Regions from separate parts of the Triticum aestivum genome. Here region 1 is linked to region 2. The links are chromatin contacts, called in public HiCAR-type maps. All regions are on one chromosome and are shown on one strand. Each heading gives the region's core, a stretch centred on a gene start, on an enhancer-like site or on the middle of the called end of the contact. The rest is flanking DNA. Distances are from core to core; before and after follow the strand shown.

Region 1 (2,700 bases), core at 80-2,579, 350 kb before region 2:
TTGAGCAGCAATACTGCCGGACCGGATGATATCAAGCAGTAGATCGTAGTGGTGGTTAGTAGCAGCAGCAGCAGCATAACTTTGGACTGGAGGATGAGTAGATAGATTAGATAGATGGATAGGTACTACTGCTGGTGTTTTAGTTGGGTAAATATATCATCGTGTATACTTGTAAAATCGATCGTGCGCGCGCTGTGTGCGACCCGTAATAATAGCCACCCGGAGAAGAGAAATCTCCAAAGCGGTTAGTTGGCAGGCACGGACGGACGGACGGACGGACGGGCGCGTCGTTCTCGCTCGTCGCACAGCGCACAGATGCTCCGCTCTCCCGCCCGCACGCTGCTGGATTTCGTAACTTTTTACAAGGGGGAAGTACATGCACCGCCGTGGTAGAAATTGACGGGAGATTCGGTCGATGCTCCATACGAGAGGGCGAAAAGTGGCTTCAGCTTTCGACGTGGGGGCAGGAGTTACCGGCCGGGACAACACTGATTTGATGGACGTGTCATGGGTTTCGAGCGAGTTTGATACGGCGACAGCGTAGGCGCCGTAGTACTAGGACGTGTTGCTTGCTGATCGTCGCCTGAACCGTACGCCGAGATCTCTGGCTCCAACCACCTCCCGCTCCGGTGTAATCATAGTAATAATTTAATTAATGGGAAAGTTGTGAAAGCTGTGGTGCACTGTAAGTGACCCTTGCGTGCCATTACCACCTGATTTAGATCCCCACCGCCGATTAATTTGCCACTTATCACCAATGCCCCGAGCCGCACTCCACCTTGCAATGCCAATGCATGCACTTTGCTGTTCGCTCTCCTTCTTGTCAACTACTCATTGTCCCCATCACCCCATTCCCAGCTCTTTATCTACCCTACTCAACTCACTGATCGCCTGCACCACCAGAGCAAGTCTACAAGGTGGAGGACGGAAGCAAAGGGAGCAGCGTCACCCTTGATTTGGATGGGGATATGGGGTGGCGGCCTCACAAGGAAAGCATTGGTCATATTGCGCAAGTCCCATAAAAGGGAGAATTGACAGCCATGTGGTGATGCTAATAGACATCTTCCAAAGTGTATAGAGAGAGTAATAATATCCGTCCGGTATTCTTGCGTTGACAGTAGGAGGTAGGCACATACCATCTCACATGGAAAGTTATCAAGCACAACTTATGCAAAATCGTTCAAGTATGGTAACAAATAATGGCTTGATTCTTGCGACCAAAAGTGTAATTCCGTGCAATGCAACCATGCTAAACAATGCGCCATGGACCACAACGCGTTGTGCCAGCAGGGCATTAGATTCAGTACATTTCTTTCGTACTGCTAATATACTTACGATCTACCATTAATTCAGAACAATAACTCGGCAAAAAAAAATTGATTTCTACAGAACAATACCAATGGCATAATAAGTGGAGAATACGGGGAGCCATCCAGAAAAGAGAGGGGGCAAAAGGAAAAGAATGGAATAAAAGGCGGAAGCTTGGCAGTTCCGCGATATTCCAACTTCCGCAGACGACCCCCACGGAGGCGGCTCCTCCTGGCCCTCCTACTCTCTCGCACACTCCGTTTCCTTTCCTTCCCCCGAAAGCTCGTATTTTTAGCCATCTCTCGACCCAGCGGAGCTCTCTCTCTCGCTCGCTCTCCCTCTCTCGCCATGGCCAAGAACACATGCAAGCTCTGCTGCCGCCGCTTCGCCAGCCCCCGCGCCCTCGCCGGCCACATGCGCTCCCACTCCATCAAGGTCGCCCGGTCGCAGCAGATCTCATCGGCCTCCTCCGCCTCCACCTCCCTCGCGGCCGGGGACGGCGACGACGCCAGGATGGCCATCCAGGCCCACGTGCTCCGCGGCAAGCCCAAGCGGAGGGCGCGCCTCGCCGAGTCCGACTTCTCGGATCGCGAGAGCGAGGCGGAGTACCCGTCGCAGTCGCCGGGCGCCAAGCGCGTGCATGGCGGATCGCGCGACGCCGAGCCGGTGAGCTCCGTGTCCGACGCCGCCACGCCGGAGGAGGACGTCGCGCTGTCCCTCATGATGCTCTCCCGCGACTCCTGGCCCGCGGTGGCGGCGTGGACGCCGTCCTCCTACCGCGTCGCCGACTCCGACGACGGAAGCGACGGCGGCGGAGAGGCCGCGCCCGCGCCACCGGCTGCGGCCGAGCAGAAGCGGACGCGGTTCCAGTGCCCGGCGTGCAAGAAGGTGTTCCGATCGTACCAGGCGCTGGGCGGGCACCGCGCCAGCCACGTCCGCGGCGGCAGGGGCGGCTGCTGCGCGCCCCCGCTGAACCCGCCGCCGCCGCCGCCTCCCGCTTCCACCCACCTGCAGCCATTGCCGGAATGCGAGGAGGGCACGAAGCCTCATCCGCACGAGTGCCCCTGCTGCTCCCGCGTGTTCGCGTCAGGGCAGGCCCTCGGCGGCCACAAGCGGTCCCAGCTCTGCCCAGGCGCCGCCGCCGTGGCCGATCATCCCGCCGCCGCGATGAAAAGCCTGGGCCTCATTGATCTGAACCTCCCGGCGCCCTTCGAGGACCTGGAGGTCTCCGCCGTGTCAGATCCCTTCCTCGCGGCAAGGCCAGGCCACTGAAAGCAAGCAGAGCAAGCAAGCAATCCGGCGTGCTTTTCCTTTCGGTCGGTCAGTTGGTTGATTCCAGTGGAGACAGATGATCCGGGCTTGTAATTGCTAGCAAGAAAGATGGTGCTCAGG
Region 2 (2,700 bases), core at 158-2,657:
AAGACAAAATCTGATGTGAATAGTGTCAAATACTATTCACCCCAAGCTGGCACTATTCATACTCAAATTTGTCTTTTTTGAATCTCTAACTGTAGATCGAGTTTTGAGCTGATTCTTTTTGAAGTTGTAGACATACCCCGCAGGTATGTTCTACATTTTTTTTCAAATTTTTTTGGATTATCTAAATATGAAATGTTTAGGTTGATCCTACAATCTCACCTAAAGGGCTGATCCTATACTAGTCTTCCCCACTGATCGGTGGCAAGAGGAATGAGGGCACCTATCTGCTGCATTGTGGATACCAATGATGTTTGTTATTCGCGGCAATGCTGCTACTTATAGGGATTGTTATCTCAGTAGGCACCTGATTCTTCAACATTCTCTGTAGACTTTCAGTCTGATACTCTGAACGTACACCTCTACATTTCTAAACGAGTGTGCTGGTGATACTATTTGGCCTACAAAGGACATTGACTTTTGGATTTGGTGTTTGAACTGTTGAGTGTGAGTCAGTTACACACAGCTGATCTGATTTAGTTCCTGTATGGTACAGCTGATCTGATTGTGCGCTAAAGACATCCGTTGGCCTACAAAGAGGATTAACTTCTGAATTTTAACTTTGAGCGTGTGAGTGGTTACACATGTCAGATCATCATTTTGCTGGCTGCGAAATTCATCTGGCATGGGATCGTACAGGTCTTTTACTGTGCCTTCTTGATCCTGTAGTTTAGAGAATTAAGAATTTCAATATATTCTCATTTCGTTATCTGTTAGTCTGATGATCCCACGGCACTGCGTGACATTAAGCCTTTCGCTTGTTCAAACGATGCATTGGAAAGTGCAGGGCTGCTAGTACTACCAATCCACGAAATCAGTTATTTACCTGGTGTTAGACGCTGTTGTGGTCAAGGCACGCTACTCCAACAGCTCCATAGCCATCATTTCTGGACATAGCCGCGTCAACATTGATCTTAACCTTTTTTTGGTGGCAACTTGGGGCTCTATTCAAAGTTTGAAACATCTGGAATACAAGCAACAACCGGTAAGGCCCCTAGCCACACATGGCGACCCACCGAAAGAGACGCAACTCCTTTTGCTAAAGAGTGGGCTTCAAAATTGTTCTCCCTATGCTCGAAACAAAATTCTAAATGAGTAAAGTTTCTCCTACTAGAATTGATCTTCTCCATTCTTGATGATTGATATAATTTCTAAGCAATCCGAAGCACTAACCAAACCTGTGAAGATTAATAAGATCTTGCGCAAGGCCAGGAGCCCCGCTAGCAGCTTGGGCTGAAGTGGACACTAGCAGTACTCGGCTGTTGCACTTAAGGCCCAACTTAGATCACCGCACAGTCCACACGCAGTCACGCAGCCGCTACCCTAAAAAAAAGGGGAAAAACAAAGTACCGATCGAATCGATCGGCTTCTATTTCTATCTCGCCAAATCGATCCCCTTCCATTCCCCCGACTCCGACTCGAGCCCTAGCCAGTAGCGACTGTTGCGCCGCCGCCGGCCGCTCCGTGCGCCTCCACCGCCTGCTGCTGTATTCCGAGCGCTGCCCGCTGGTGTCTTCTGCTCCGTGCCGCTGCTGCCTGCTGAGCCACCGCCCGACGTCGAGAAGGTCGTAGCTTTGGCAGCAGCGGCGCTACCTTCGGCGCTGGTACCTAAATTTTTTTAGGCCTAAAATGTTCCTCCCGGCTAAATTTGGTTCCTGGGTCCGCCGCTGTCCAGGGGTGAATAATGGCGTCGCGGCAGGCCGCCGGCCTCACCGACTACGAGCGCCTCCGCGAGGAGAACATCCGCCGCAACGAGGCCATCCTCGCCTCCCTCCGCCGCAAGGCCGACGAGCTCTCGGCCGCCATCAAGTCCTCGTCTAAACGAGGACGAGGACGCCCCAGCAATCAGCCCCGCAAGAAGCCCGCCGCCAAGACAAGCCCCGGCGAGCTCCGCCGCTCCCTCCGACTCTCTCAGCTCCCCCCCTCCCACTCCCCGGACGCCGAGCCCACGCCCGGGCCCCCTCCGGTGCCGCGCAGCACCAGCTTCTCCTCCTCGCTCGCGTCCTCCATCATCGAGTCCGCCTCGCTTGCGCCGCCTGCCAGGGTTCGGGCGGACGATTTCGATGCCGGGAAGGAGCTCGTGCTGACGCCTGCCAACGTTCGGAAGGTGGTGCCCGACAGGATACTTGGGGTTCGGGTCCTGCCGCTGGTCGACCGGACCGTGGTTGCGGCGGGGAACAAGTTGGGGAATGTTGGGTTCTGGGTTGTGGACGGCATGGTGGAAGATGAGGATGGCGACGGTGCGGATGGGGTGTTCGAGTATTTGCCTCACAGGGGCCCTGTGCCAGCAATCGTGGCGCACCCTGCCGCGCCACAGAAGGTGATGGCTCCCTGTTCTTCTGCTCTTTTACTGGTTTTCTGATTACTGATTTAACATTTAGAATTTAAGTTAGTTGTATGGCGTTCGCTTAAATTGGGTGGCTGGATAGTATGAACACAGGATTTGGTAAGAGTAAATTGCACTTCTCTTTGCTAACTTGTGCATAAATCTTTTACACACATAACTTCGCAGTTCACTAAAAGAACTCACAAGTCTCCTGTTAACCAAACTCACTATGTCAACAAGTTCGAAGCTATGTAGATAAAGCCACTAGAAGTTTCTATTGTATAGGCAATTGTTTGTAGGGATGATAATATTTAGCA

The links. HiCAR-type assays count read pairs that join an accessible place to other places.
Region 1: a contact with region 2 is called in a HiCAR-type map of leaf, with 6 times the contacts expected there. The contact joins the promoter of LOC123049772 here to the promoter of LOC123054237 in region 2. A contact is called at or near these places in 3 of 5 Hi-C or Micro-C datasets (leaf and an unstated tissue) and 1 of 1 datasets of contacts at active chromatin or transcription factors (leaf).

What each region holds. Positions count from the first base shown.
Region 1 is chr2D:527,074,094-527,076,793 of IWGSC CS RefSeq v2.1, reverse strand. LOC123049772 (zinc finger protein ZAT1-like) reads left to right here and starts at 1,329. Exons shown (of 1, transcript XM_044472648.1): 1 at 1,329-2,700. The coding sequence starts at 1,657. The coding sequence ends at 2,580.
Region 2 is chr2D:526,722,842-526,725,541 of IWGSC CS RefSeq v2.1, reverse strand. LOC123054237 (DNA damage-binding protein cmr1) reads left to right here and starts at 1,407. Exons shown (of 5, transcript XM_044477958.1): 1 at 1,407-1,622; 2 at 1,733-2,377. The coding sequence starts at 1,742.